Regions from separate parts of the Mus musculus genome. Here region 1 is linked to region 2. Evidence: chromatin contacts called from public Hi-C data. All regions are on one chromosome and are shown on one strand. Each heading gives the region's core, a stretch centred on a gene start, on an enhancer-like site or on the middle of the called end of the contact. The rest is flanking DNA. Distances are from core to core; before and after follow the strand shown. Region 1 has its middle 19 kb from the start of Gm12415. Region 2 overlaps Ccdc171 (coiled-coil domain containing 171).

The links. A called contact is a pair of places that touch in the nucleus more often than the background predicts.
Region 1: a contact with region 2 is called in a Hi-C map of the N1E-115 cell line, with 5 times the contacts expected there. The contact joins two enhancer-like sites. A contact is called at or near these places in 1 of 484 Hi-C or Micro-C datasets (the N1E-115 cell line) and 2 of 9 other capture datasets (embryonic stem cells and embryonic tail).

The regions. Positions count from the first base shown.
Region 1 is chr4:84,756,581-84,764,028 of GRCm38.p6, forward strand. No RefSeq gene overlaps it. Among named protein-coding and RNA genes, the nearest start is that of Gm12415, 19 kb to the left of the region's middle. Within about 2 kb of position 4,996, at least 3 of the 459 cell types and tissues checked have an H3K27ac peak or open chromatin away from gene starts, as enhancers often do. A contact at or near this core is called in the N1E-115 cell line, where this site is marked.
Region 2 is chr4:83,796,874-83,804,686 of GRCm38.p6, forward strand. All of the region lies in intron 24 of Ccdc171 (coiled-coil domain containing 171), which reads left to right. Among named protein-coding and RNA genes, the nearest start is that of Gm42309, 41 kb to the right of the region's middle. Within about 2 kb of position 1,293, at least 12 of the 459 cell types and tissues checked have an H3K27ac peak or open chromatin away from gene starts, as enhancers often do. A contact at or near this core is called in the N1E-115 cell line, where this site is marked.

The sequences.
Region 1 (7,448 bases), core at 3,746-6,245, 960 kb after region 2:
TTTGAAACTAATGTTAATAGTCACTTGACTAGAATTCTTCTTTTCAGCTTACATTGGGTTTGCTAAAGTAGTTCACATACCCCAAAATGACCAAGGTCGGCAGACTGAGGATAGCAGATGAACACAAACAGAAATCAATAGAAGGATTTTATGGAACATTAAAAAAAATAGAAAATAATATTGTCCAGAGGTCAATAAAGAACTAACAGATCCAAAAAAGAAAGGATGAAAACCAAAACAAAACCTGAACAACATTGGCTTCTGGGCTTTCTGTGGTCTTTTTAAATTGTAGCCAGCTCCTGTTCATTTATCTATGTCACCTGTGTTGACTATACTGAGCTCCCTCACGGGACTCCACTACTCTTCACTGCGAAGGCTCTGCTCCTCCACCCACAAGCTCCTTGGCACAGGTCACAGTGTCTGTCCCTAGCAGTGCCCCAGATTCTTCCCTCCGTTAGAAGACTCTCCCTGACCCTGTCCACTTGACCCAGGTTCTAGCTTAACAGTGACAGCTCCCCCTCCACAAGCGCCTTGGAATTTTCTGGCTAATGTTGTTATTCCAGAGGTTGTAGAAAGCCCTTACAGAATGCTACAAAATATATTTCTGAGTTGTTGTAATTATGGAATTTAAAGAATATATTAAAGTGAACACAATTTTTTACATTGTTCTCTAGTAAAATGGTACGTGCACTGGGGTCAGGTTTTGGAAATTCTTATTTACTTCAAGAGTTTTGCTTTATAGAGCTGGCCGTTGAACCCAGACCACCACTCATGCCGAGTCAGCATTCACTCGGTGAGTCACACTCTCAGGGCTCAATTTTACTTTTCATTTTGAAGCAGGATCTCACTGACCTGTCCAAACTGCCCTTGAACTCACTTTATAACCCGGGCTGCCCTTGAAATTGTGAGCTTCCTGCCTCAGCCTTCTGAGTAGCTGGGACTATGTAAAAGCCTGAACCACCAGAGGGTCCATGTATATATGCTAATGCTTTCCTCTTAGTAGGCAAGCTGGGCAAGTTAAGCATGCACTGTATTGCCGTGCTATACGCTCATTCCCAGGGAGGACTGGAAGATACTTCTCTGGGGGAAATATGCTGTTATTCCAAAGCACGGCTCCTTGGAAAAGCAGACGAACCTTCGTACTGCGGAAAAGGCCGCTGAACTCTACCCACTGACTGCTTATTGCTAATATAGAAAGCTCTCTAAAAAGAGGAGCCTTGTTAGTAGATTAGAGCTGTTTAGAACAATAATGTTCACAGACTGTAACATCAACTACTTATTCCAGAGCAGAGAGTTAAACCCCATGAAGACAGTGGAACATCAGAACAGCAATAACGAGTGAGGAAGACAGGATTGTAGCTTGAATGTATCTGGAGGATGCTCACCCCATATGTAAGGCCCTTGTTCAGGAGTATTTCATTCAGCTCCTCTTATCTGGCCGTACTACTTTTCTAGAAAATAATTTTTAAAAAATCTCAATGGCTGGTTCTGCAAGATGGGAGTGGATGTGGTTTAATATGTTTTCATTCACTGGTTTTTTGAATTTCTTGTTCCCACTGTGCCTTACCCCAGATTTGGCTTATTTATCCTCAGGGCATGACTAAATTGGAGCACTCTTCTTTGGGTGTGGTTTTTCTTTCTCTGGATGAACTTCAAAAGGAGCAGCCCTTGTGAGCCTGGGGTTGAGTCCTCCTGTAACCATGACACATTGGAACAAAGACACTTACCACTTCAAGCAGCCACAGCTTTTAGAAGAGTAAGGATTAGCAGTTAATGTCATTGAAGGAGTGGCTAGCAAGAAGATTGATGATTGCTGATGCAGTCTGAGAATCTTGGCTCGGTATTTAAGAGTAATTTTACACAGAAGATGGCATGAAGAGTAGATGCTCGGAGAGTTTTCTGATGCTTCTCTAAATAAAATTAGGAGGGACGTTATTGCTCCTTGAGCAACTAGTGAATGCCAGGCATCATATAGTCCCCCATCTCATGAAATCCTCCAGATTTCTGCAGAACTGGTACCACTCTGCTAGTTTTATAGGGAACCAAAGTACAAGAAACTTAGGGTAGTTAATGTCACTAGAGGTAGAGGAATAACTTTACCCAAAGCTCTCCGCTCCAACACTCTCCTGATTCACTATAATGTTACTTCCTCTTTTATATGTCTACCGGGGGCCTTGTGAGTGTATATGTATTTTTTAAGTTCCCATGGTGACTATGATGTTGAGTGGAATTTGAGGACAGGTTTCTATTGCTGAGGACAAGCATCCAGCTAAGGTGTGAGGGATTTAATGCATTAATCCTGCCAGGACTATAGTACAATGTTTATATTTCAAAAGGCAAACACTTAGAATTGCCCATGTTTAACATCATGGAATTTATAACCCATAGTGAGCTTCACTCACTGTAGAGGTAGTCCAGGGGGATACCCAGAGCCTCACATGCTGCCCTCAAATCACCACAGAGGCAGATTACTTTCACGTATGCCCTCCCCTTCTCTGCTCTACTGGTCCATTCTTTAACTCGGGATGCTCCCACTGAGACTATGGCATCCCAAGCTCTAACGATTCCTTAGCCAACAGTCAACTTCAAAAGCAATTTTACATGTATTGGAATTTAATAAGAAGAAGTAAAGGAACCTGGTTAATGTTAGTAAAGAATGCTTCCAAACAAACGTTTGGCTTCCTTAAAGTTACCTCTCATGTTTAACTTATGAGGGCTTTAGAATCATGGGGGATTTTGGGTTTTATTTTCAAACAAAAGCTATTCTTTTAGGGAGCTCCTTACGTTTTCAGGTGACAGCCCCTCTGCTTTTCTCTCTGTGCACAGACTGCCAGCATCTTCAGACAGGATGCTATGTCTCACTGGTGACAGTCCAATCTTGTCAGTCAGAAGTCTCTACTTCTTTTTCAGGACATGGAATTGACCTTTAACTCTTGTTTTGATTTGGACTATTTCTTCCCTCCTGTTTTATTTTCCTCTTCAGGGGCATGTTTCATGGCTCGGATGCCCCTGCTCCCCTGGCACGCACCCCTGCTGCTCCCCTGACACGCCTACTGGTGCCTCCTTACGTTTCTACTAGTCCCTAAACCAGTGCTATCCTCTTCTTTGCCAATCTGTTGAGATGTCAGATATGTCTCCTCTACTCGTTGGTCTTTTCGGTACTTTTAAACCTTTTATCTGGCTTTTTAAAAATAGCAGTCTCTTTTCATACAGATGGCAGAGGACACTAATCCCAGTAATTCCTCATTTCCTATTAACTGACTTCTATGGGGCCACTTGTACTGGTCTCTTGATGTTTTTTCATTCTGCCAGATCCCTTCAGTGACTTGTGGTCCTTTCTATGCGAATAAAAGATGCAGCTGACTGGTATCTGCAACGTCCTTCTCTCTATGGTCTGGCTCTCAGGTAACTCTCTCCAGCACCAGGCCCTTGAGTCAGTCTAACTAATTGATATGTTTGAAAGATATCTGGGCTTTCTGAGTCTTCTCTCAGCCTCTGTGCGGAGGGATCACTGGTCTTAAGTCTTCCCACTACCTTTCTCTGTGGAGTCTATCTTGCTTCTCTAGTCTATTTGGTCAGACTTTCCCACACCGTTCCAGTTCATACATTTTCCCGGTCTCAGCTTTGTGCCTCCGTGGCATTATTTCTACTTGATCTCCTTCATGGACTGGCTTTGAGATTTGGGATGAGAAATGCTTTTTAGCTGACAACCTTCCTGTAGTCTGCTTCTTTCTTTTCTTTCCTTACCCCTTATGTGTCCTCTGGGCTTTGTCAGAAGCCTCTATCAGGGGTAGGAAAAGGGTTCATTATGACCCAGGACACTCCTCCCTTTGAATGTCATTTCCTTCTCTGCCACAGTGAGTGGATGAATCCAGAAAGAATCCTGGAAATGTGCTTGTGAACTTTGCAGTGCTCTGTACGAGGGGAGCCAACTGCGATTAAGTAGTTAAAGGATTAGCAGTTTTTGCAAAGCCTTTTCCTGGAGATCTGAGGAAGAGAAAGAATATAATACCTATAACCAAAGCCTACCACCTTCAACTTTAAAAATATAGATCAGCATCAGTTCCCTAATTCAGTTTGTGCTTCCATCAAACAGATGAAATACGCTTGATAAACTGGATTCACTGCAGAAATTGCAGACTCTATCTAGGCAAGACCTCATTAGTGCTACGTCGGAAGCCGGCAAATCTAGAACTCTCAGAAGACCGTGATCATGTCTGTGAAAACCATGTGCAGAGGAGGGCCTGACATTAATATCTGAGGTTAGGCCTGTTTCGCTTTCTATATAATAACAGCTGACATTGATTGAGTGCAAGCTATGAGCCAGGTACCTGTTTCAAGCACTTTACAGTTAATCACGTTACAGTTACTGCTTTTGAAATCCTCACACTAATTCCTACAGGTCCACTATTGTATTTATTGTCTGATAAGGAAATCGTGGCATAGACACACTTGCCAAAAGATGTTTGAACATCTAAGAAGTAGGGGTGGCAGGCAGACTGGAACCCGGGAGAGCAGATGGGACCCTCCTCTGATTATTGCGCTTACAGTTTCTCGTTTTGCACAGATATATGTCTACTAGAAAATCTTCCTATCTCAGAGTAAAATGTGAGCACACTTACTAAGGGACAGCCACAGAGCTGTAACACACGTAAGGAGACATTGCTGGTAGGGTTTAAAAGGTACTCATGTACCCATGACCCTTATTATCCTTCCAATAGCTACATTCCATCTCTAAATTGAATACAAAGCCCACACAAAATCATTTCTTTGTTTATAGAAAATAGCCCCATTTTTTTTTCTCAACACAATAGTTAACGTTTGTTACGCTCTGACGTGATCCGTGATCTACCGGGCACTCTGCAGACATTATTTCAGGAAAGGCAGCAGTCATGACCTGAGCACTTCTGTCATTGTCCTCTTAGTGATGAGGACATCTGTTTAACATGCTCCAGCTCCTGAGACAGTTAATAGTCCTGTCAGCATTTGCAGCTCAGTCTATCTCCAGACTCCTGTGTTAGACAGGTTTTTAGATGGCTTCTGACCTTTGCTCCCTAGTGTTGCTCCCAGGATTGTGATATATCACATAGTGTGCTGCTTAGTTTTTTGTCAACTTGACACAGGCTAGAGTTATCTGGGAAGAGAGAACCTTAATTGAGGGATTGCCTCCATCAGACTGCCGGTAGGCAAGCCTGTGGGGGCATTTTCTTGATTAATGATTGATGTGGGAGGACCCAGCCCACTATGGGCAGTGCCACCCTTGTGCAGATGGTCCTGGGAGATATAAGAAAGATAGCTGAAAGCAGGCCAGTAAGCAGTTCTCTTCCATGGCCCCTGCGTCTGTTTCTGCTTGAGTTCATTCCCTGACTTCTTTGAATGATGGATTATGACATGGAAGTATAACGTAAATAAACCCATTCCTCCCAACTTGTTTCTGGTTGTGGTGCTTATCACAGTAACAGAGAAGCAAACTGGAAAACATGGAACAGAAATTTCATTAAAAATTTTTTTACACAGTATATTATGATCATGTTCCCCTCTCCCAACTCATCCCGGATCCTCTCCCCCCACCAACTTCTTTATGTTCTCTCTTCTTCAAAAAGAAACAAACAAAAAATTGAAATCAAAATAAAAAAAAACACAAAACATACAAAAATGAAACAAACAAAACGTGGAGTCCATTTTGTGGTAATGGGAACTTTGCAAATGTAAAGGGAGATTTTCCAAGTAGGACAGACGTAATTACACAAGCCCTTCAAACAGTGTTTCCTCTGGTTGTTTGCAAAAGCAATCTCGAAAATGCAGAGTGGGAGAAAAGACTTTATACCACGACTGCCTTAAAGCTGGAGAGAGACTTGTGTGAGGGCAAAGTGAGGACATAGAGGAGGGGATGTGGGCATCCGGCTGGCAGACAACAAGAAGACAGAAATCTCAGACCTATAGCTGTCACCATGGCTCTGGTCTTGTGAGTCCCTGGGGAGAGGCACCCCAGATGAGCCATGCTGAACTTTTGGTCTACAGAGATGTGAGCTGAAAATGGAAGTTGTCTGTAGACATGCAGTCTCAGGGAAAGTCACATGTGAGCCAGTGTCATGCCAGGAAGCTGACATGAAGCCTGAGGCTCTAGAGACCCCATGCCTAGAACCTCCTTCCTTCTCCATGGGACACCTCATGGTTCTCCTTGACTCTGTTCTGATTGCTTTGCTCTCTCTCTCTCTCTCTCTCTCTCTCTCTCTCTCTCTCTCTCTCTCTCTCTCTCTCCCTGTCTCTGTGGTTAGAAATACTCCATTTTTCTTAGCTCAGGATGGGTGAGAATGCTGCACCCCTGCCTAGAGTTTTTCTCCACCCTTTAGAGTGGGCTTCAAAAACTGTTCCTTGTGGAGGTCTTCTGGGATTAGGTGTAGGCTCTCACAAGAGTCTTCATTGTCATATTTAGCTCTTTCGCTATATATAAATAAATTCGTGTGATTTCCCTTTAAGTATATCTATCGGGTCCCCTGAATGGTCAGTTATTTATCCTGTTCACAAGCATTCAAACAACTCTCTCAATATTTACTTTTCTATCTAATCAGTGATTTTTCTCTTTATCACATGCCTTCTCTACCTAGCCTCTGAGTTTGTTGGGGACAGAGAACAAATTTGTTTGTCTCTCTTGCTCCCTGAGTGTGTAGCTCAAGGCCAAAGACAGTGACACTCAGTAACATTTTAATTATGAAAGGAGGGAAGAGAGAGTCATTTCCACTTGGCTTACTTCCACTTACCCTCCCAGTCCCTACCTCATATGGTGTCATCTGTGGATTTATTTGTATTTTTGCTCTATATACCTTTCTCCTAGAGGACCCAAGTTCAGTTCCTAGAGCCCACATCAAGCAGCTCATTATCACCTGTAACTCCATGTCCAAGGGGTCTGACACCCTCTTCTGGTCTCCATCCTCACCAGGCACATAGGTGCACTCATCTATACTAAGGAAACAGGAATAAATCCCATTTAAAACTTAAGGGAACTAGCTGGGCCACCTCACGAGGTGCTCAGATCATCATTCCTCTGTGTGTAGGCTGCCCATCAACTTCTAGACTCATGGATTCTCTTGCCTCTGCCTCCTAATTACCTGGGAAGCTGGAACTACAGGCTTGAGTCCCTGTGTCAGTCATGGGTTTCATTTGTGCTCATTCACCTGTCTAGGAAACCAAAGGGGTGACTGACTATGAAACTGTCTGGGGAAAAGGATCTAAGTTGGTGGAGGTTACAAGATGGTGGAAGAAATAAAGATGGTTGCTGCCAACCCTGACAACCTGCGTTTGATCCATGAGACCTACATGGTAGAAAAAAAAAGAACCTATTCCCAAAAGATGTCCTCTGGCATTGACTCTGGAGCAGTGGCAGAAATGTGTGCAACCCCCCTTGCCCCACCCCCCCACAAACAGCACACAGCACACACACATATAAA
Region 2 (7,813 bases), core at 43-2,542:
AAGTAGGAAACAATAAAATTGGTGCTGCTGCTGTGGCTGCTGCTGCCGCTGCTGCTGCAGCTGCTGCCGCCACTGCCCCAGCCGCTGCCGCTGATGGCAGCTTCCATTTCAGCGAACTTTCCATGTGCCAGCCCCTGTCAACTCACAGAGCTCTCTAATGGGACTGTCAAACAAGTGGCAGTATCTCCATTTTAAAATTGGAAAACAACACCCACAGCAGGTAATTCTCCTCAGATCAGAATCTAGTAGGTGGTAGAACAAATTTAAGTCTCAAAGTAGCTGACTGCAAAGCCGAAGTGGTCAGTCTGACACTGAGGAGTTAAACAGCCTATGTGACACTGAGAGGAGTAAAACCTTGGAAACTTATGTTTTCATACCACTTAGAAGATACTCATTAGACATCTGCGTGGGCCATAGTGTATGCTATATCATAGACAAATTCACAGATACGTTTTCCTGTTCAATCACCAAATAATATGAAAAATGTGCTTTCAACTTTGTACAGGATAATGTGTGTGCTCACTATAGCTCCATATTTTTAGGAATTTTATATTTAAAAAACTTATAATTGGCACATAGTGATTATGTATACTTCTGTAGTATAATATTTTCATGCATATATGCAATAAGTAGCAGTAAGTAATGATCGAATAAGGACAATGAGGAACATGCCATCACCTCAGACACTACTGCTTGTGTCGGGAACGTCAGAATCCTTTCTTCTAGTGATTTGGACATACATAGTGAAGGACTAGAAACTCCATCCACTGCCCCGTGCTACAGAACTTTGGCACCCACTCCTCTTAACTTCCCAGGTCTGGCAAAAATCACTATTCCCTCCCTACCGAAAGCATCTCATTTAACTGCCACACAGGAGTGAAAACATGTGGCTTTGGCTGGCTGTGCCTGACTTCCCTCACTGAACATAATGCCCTCCAGGTTCATCTGTGTTGCCAGGACATTAACCCTTTCTATTTATGAGTATTATTATTGACAGGATATTGCATTTTATTGGCTAACAATACTCTACCATGTATATAAACTATGCGGTTGATCCATTTATTTGTTGTGGAACCCTAGGTTGATTCTGTATCTTCACTTTTGTGAATAGTACTAGAAAAAAAAAAAAAAAAACTAGAGCGCAGGTATATTTTTGATGTACCAGTAGAAATGCTAGCTTTGTGCCCCGGTTTCTGTTTTACAAAGTGGAATGTAGCGGTTTTCCAGGCCTGTAACAGGAACGAAGGAGGCAGCGAACAGAGAGTGTGTGGCGGAAGCAGGCAGGGCCGGTGACGTCATCCCATCCCGCTGAAGCCCCGCGAGGGTGGGGGAGCAACAGGCGCTCCTTTCACTGCTATAAGGTGTTTATATGTTTCATTTCGAGGAATGGTTCCTTAGGATCCTTTCTTCATAGTTTCTTCTAGCGCTTTAAGTCCTTTACCAAGTACAGTCTGCCTTAACTTCCTGTTCACTTTTTATGTCAGGTGAGTTTTCCAGGGGGGTCATGGCCTCAGTGGAGCCTATGGCACGTTTAAGACCATGTTTTCATATTCCAATTAATAGCCTTTCAAGCTTTTACTGTAATGCTGAGAAAAATCAAACCCTACAGACCGAAGCTTTAACAGAAATGGCCAGCATGAATGCAGAGGACCCAGTGATGAAAACTTTCTGCTCAACTCTCTGAAGGCAATACCTGACCTTTATCGTCTTACACTCCCGAGGATGTCTTTAAGTAACTTTGATCTGTAATGCTGGCAATATCTAGCGAATATTGACAAGTGACCAATAAACATTTCACTCCGTTACCATTCAGTGATAAGAAGCAGACAGACACCAAACGCCAACTGTAGCTGACGTGTGATGAAGTGTTTGCTGTGTGCGGCACAGCCTCGCTGAATCTCTGCAGGGTCTGTGAGTGGCCAGCTCTCTGCTTCCGTCTTAGCGTGCTGCCCGCCAGCAATGGGTGCTGTTTTATGAGGGGCTAAAGTCCATCGAGAGGAAGGAAGATGTTAATAGACCAGACGTCTAATGAGCAGCATCACCAGGCCGCTCTGCTCTTAGTCATGCATGCTGTATACTTTCTGCAAAGCATTGTTCACGGGCTTGTGTGGGTTTGTACTTTAAGATGACAAAAAGAAAGAATTGAAGTAGGGTCTTCCTATAAAATGCAATTTCATTTGTGTAGAAAACACAGAGGAATAGAAATCCAGAAGAGGGCTAACTAAGTATGTTTCATGACTTTTCTATTTTGGTCCCTTCATCTCTAGAAAGAAGACGTTCCCAACTCGGTGTTAGTACGATGGCCGAGTAGGCTCACACTCCTGGGTGGTAACAGATAGTGTAACCGCGGAGAATTTGGCAGATGTCCACAAACAGGAACGCCCCAAGTGCTCAGGAACTTAGCCTTGCTGATGGCTGCCACCTGAGAGCTCAGAGCTCAGAGTCCAGGAAGCTCACAATACACTTGGGTGAAGGAATTCCAGACGCTTGCCAGGGTCACCAGGACTCGGCTTCTGTCACAGTTGTGCATGCTCCTAAATGACTTGGTTCTCATGTCTTATGTCTAGGCTCATACTGTATAAAAACTGCGAATCTTTCCATCTGTCTAATGAAACTGTTTTAAGACTTAGTGTATAATAACTACCTCTGGAAATGTAGTACATTTCATAAATATGTGTTTATGAGTACTTCATTAGAGAGTCTCCATGTGAAACCTTTTATTTATAAAGATTTTCCCTGTGAATGCAGTAATGCTCTAATTGCTCCTAAACCAGAAGGTCATAGCAAGCCTTTCTCACAGGGCTTTTGCTCATGACTTTCAGGATACCATTATTTTTACATTCCTTTGAGATACTTTTAAAATTGATATTGATAAAGAACATTCTGAAGGAAACCTTTTAAATTTTTTTATTTGAAGAAAGGGGAAAGAAATGGTACCCAGACCTAACCTGCCCGAGAATAGACGAGCTGTGGTTATCTGTGGCCGACTTCCCACGGGCTCTCTTGATGATGTTAGTGCCTCAGCCTACTAATTGCTCTGCAAGAAACTTCTGCGTTTTTGGCATTCTTAGAAATTAAGAGATGTTAGACAATTTCATTTATAAGACTGAGCCATCTTGATACTTTTCTCTTCGTGTCATCCCATCTGCATACATGAATTTTCAGAGAGCTATTACCTTCTTAAACATGAAAACGAGCCATGTCGAGTGAAAATCGTGTTAAATATAACAAGCACTACTTTTTAAAATAAAATATTTCAGATTAAACATTTTATTGTCCCAGTACATTAGTTTTATAACGTACATTGTAATCTTATAACAGTATTATTATACCTGCATATATAGTGACATTTGTCCCAAATAATACAATTTGTTAGAAAATTTGCTAACATCAAATACTGGGTTTTTAAAACAATTAGGAAAGCTGTACATGATCCTGACAAAAATTACACCCTAATGAATCTAAAAGAAAATTAAGATCATCTGAAATTTGGCATCCAGACAGCCAGAGTTAACCTTTAAACCTTCCTTGTTATGTAAGCCATAAATACAAACTCATAACCAAATATCACTTGTATATATTGCACTTCCATATGTAAATGATAACAAGGGCGTACCTACTATTTTGTAAGCACTATTTTTAACCCAGCAACACTTAGTTCCTTTTTTGTTTCTAAGTACCAGCTTTACAAGGTTGTAGGCTACCCTTTCCCTTTAGGTTTTCTCTTTTATCGCAAATGATTTGTTATGATAAGGCACCTTTCTTTAACTTCACTGATAAAATGCAGTCTTGCAGACCACTAACCAGAAACTGTCTGTTAAACACTGCTCAGTTTATGCTTTAAGAAATACTTAATGCATGTGATACTTGGCTCCTCACTGTGTGGGTTGTTGTTCAGATCGGAGGTTTAATCCCCCACACTCCCACTGGGACATTTCATCTGTCCTTATCTTTTGAAAGAAAAAAAAATGACACAGGAGAGCGAAGAATGGGTTCACTGTAGCTTCTGCTGCAGTTCTGCAGACCCCCATAGCTCTGTGCTTGCTGCGCGCGCACTTCCTGAATTGTGTCATCCGTGGGAGCGAAAGATATCAGTGCCCCGAACTAGCACTACGTGATGCTAGGAGTGCTTTAAAATGGGTATGATTTACAAAGTAATCTTCCTAATTGTGTCATTTCTTTTCTTAAAGAAAAAATAATTAGGAAGAAGTTAAAATCTAAGCAGAGTGGGTATATGAAAGGGAATTTGAGGAGGCTGTGTGCCCCGCTGTGGAGCTGATTGAAGCCTTCTTGCTGAACATAGGTTGCTTGTAACAGAAAGTTTTACTCGTTTGTTCAACCACTGTCCTTCTCGTGGGACACAGCTTTATGCTTTGGAAAGAGTCAATGTGGTTACTGTTCTTGGGGTGTCAACAGTGCGACTGGGCTTCTGTCCCGCAATCACCATTTCCCAGAGTTCTTAGCGCTTCCTGCTTAATATCAATTTCTTCTTCTGTACCATGGATTCCTGAGCTGGTCCATCTTAGGGTGACTTTGACGTGCATTTGGCATGTCTGAAACAGTTTTCTTTACTATTTGGTTTATGTTCCTGGGTGAAGTATAAGATGACTCAGTGTCCACGAAGAAACCAGACTCTGGGGATTGGCAGCCTCGAGGCTGCAGTCTGCTGTTTATCCCGGAATATGCTACAACATCATGTTGATTAGGATGGTAGTTAGTTTCATAACAGCATGGCATTTGGAAAGGACAGAACAATCCCATTTTCTAGGGAGCAGGGCATCAAGGTATTAGAGAGATCATGTGGAGAGACGGAATCCCTGGATTGGGGTCCTGACTCTGTAACGTAAGCACCTTGGCCAGTCCGTGTGCATCATGAGCTTCCACTCCCCCTCTGGGAAGGCGATGAAGCCTGTCTTGCTTTGGCTCTCAGGGCTGTGGGAAGATGGATGATGGGATAACGTGCCCATGAAGGTGCTTTCCACATCAGGAAGTGCCGTGTGCACAGAACCTAAGGTGGATCGAGCAGGTAAAGGTCTGGGTCAGGAGTAGTGACCTGAGTACATGGAGGAATATTCTAGTGATTTACTTTCGATACTTTTCGATGGAGAACATGTTCACATGTGCCTTCAAAGGGATAAAATATTCAGCAGTTGCAGTGTTTCACTCTAGCGGAGTCTAAAGTCACCGCCAAGATGTAGCTGGGTCAGCTCAGCACACACTTCTGTCTTTATTGTGAGAGTTTCCGCCATTATCACTCTTTCCATGTATTCTTTCAACCCTCCTTTGTTACTGCTGTGTGCGCGACTTACAGTTTTTTGTTTGGATTCTGAATTCCAGTTCTGTGGAACAGTGGTGATATTTTTCTATGTGTGAAATATTTGTTATGCACTTAGCCAGAAAGAAAAAGGACAAAATAAAAAGCACAGATTTTTTTTCTTTTTCTTTTTTCTTTTTTTTTTTTTTTTTACGCTGCACTTATGAATTGCAGGAGGTCCTGACAGAGAAACTAAGGAAGGGTGCCAACCTGGGCATTAATGTAAAAAGCCCAAAACTAAACCCTAAACTCGAGCCTTTCTCTTTCTTCCCCTCATTTCTGAAGCCAATTTTAAGTCTAAGTGTAACCTTACCAGCTAACACCTTTTGTGGCCTATTATTAAGAGACTGAAGGCCGTGAGCACTTGAACTCTCAAGTGCTACAACCAGAATTGCTCTTCATTTTATCTTCCCGTTTGATGGACTGCTTAGGTGCAGACCTGGAACAGGAAGGGTTAGCTGCAAATTGAGTGAGTTTATTATGGCTTAGTGATTTGCTGATTGATTTCATTTGCTGTCAGTTAAGGCTCTCTTAATGTCAGTTTTCTTTGCATAATGCCTTGAAATAAAGACTGATGAAGTTCTTCAGATTGATGGCGCTTATATAAACTGACCCTGATTTGCCCTATTCTCCATGACAATTTAAGTGACAGCAGTTAGAGGAAATACAGCAATGAATATGCAACTTAAGGGTGGAGGGAGGTGCAGTAAATCACTCGGTCTAAGGCTCCACACAGAAGCCATCTTTTCAGTAATTTCACAGATGCCTTAAGTTTTCGGAAGCAGGGTATAGCTCTTAAATATATTTGAACATGATCTATATTTGAATTGAAGAGAGAAACTAAACATGATCCCGAATTTCCCCACAGTGGTAAATGTTTCTCTCTTCACTTATTAAACACGGAGTTGCCAGAATCTCAGCTTAAATAGTTATTATGAATACATACATGCAAAAGAATAAAATTGGAGCTGAGAGCTCAGTTGGTAAAGTGCTTGCCAGAGGACCTGAATTTGCTCCACATCAAAGAGCTGGGCTTGAAGCTACATACTTGTCATCCCAGCCCTGGGAAGGCAGAAGCAAGTGGATCCCTGCCACCTGCAGGTGCTTATGCACTCACAAATGCATGCACAACAATAAAGAATAAAATGCACTTTTGTCTTATGCCATAGGAAAAAAAAATCAGCCCCACACGGTCATCTACATTAAACTTCAAAACCCTAGAGGAGAAGTTTCAGGAAAAAGTAGAAAACCTCCTGACACTGACCAGGTAGCTCTGTTCTGAGAATGTTGCAAGAACATAGGCAACAAGTGTAACAAGAAACCAGGGGGGCTCAAAGAAACGGGCTTCCTAGGGGCTGCAGAGAGGGCTCAATGGTTAAGAACATTTACTGTTCTTGAGGAGGACCCTGGGCTCAGTTCACAGCACCTACATGGCAACTCACAGCTGCCTGTAACTCCAGTTTTAGGGGATCTGGCTCCTTCTTCTGACCTTTACAGGCACACATCTGGTACACACACACACACACGCATCCATACACACATATACATACGTCCAGCTAGATACTCATATACTAAATAATCTTTTAAACTTTATTCTTTGATAATTTCATACAAATACACAATGTATTTGAAGCATACCCACCCTCAGTTCCTCCCTCCGCTCCCTGTGCACTCTTGTTATAGAACCACTATGTAGCTTATTCCTGCTACAATTTTCTGTGTAGACATTCTGTGCTGTGATGAATACTTGAAATCATTTTAAATGAGAACAGATGTATTTTGGGTAGATTTGGGTACAAAAATTTGAGGTCTATCTCTAGTACTGTATGAACCAGCTATGGTGGCACAGGCTTGGAATCCTGGCACCCAGGAGTCGGACACAGGAGAGTTAGTAGTTTGAGGTCATTTTTGGTTATTTATTGAGTTCAAAGCCAGCTCTGTGTGTGTGTGTGTGTGTGTGTGTGTGTGTGTGTGTGTGTGTGTGTGTGTGAAAGAGAGAGAGAGAGAGAGAGAGAGAGAGAGAGAGAGAGAGAGACTTTTTAAAAATTTTTGTTTTTTGAGTGTTGATATTTATAAATACTTTGTATGGTGATATCACGAGCTTGCTGTTGCAGCACTTCAAATGGTAGCTATGTCTCATGTCTCTCTTTTACTGTTAAGATTCTTTGTTATGTCCAGGTATTCTAACCCCTAATTCATCTGTCACAAAGCATCCTCTTAGATATCTAACCTAAATGAGTTTAGAAGCTCTTGCCCATAGTTGTTTAGAATCTTTCACTAGAGGTTGTAACATTCTGATAGTGCCGTTCTAGCATTCCCATTCACTAGGCTACTTTTATGAAAGACTTTGTTTGTCTCTTTGTAAACGTAACGTTTGTTTTCCAGATGTAATTGTCTTGGAGACTTACTGCTCAATAAGCTCACCATTTCTAGCTCATTCTGAGCTCTGGCTAGCTAGTTCAACTCAGCTGTTTTGGCTCAAATGCCTCTCCAAGCTGA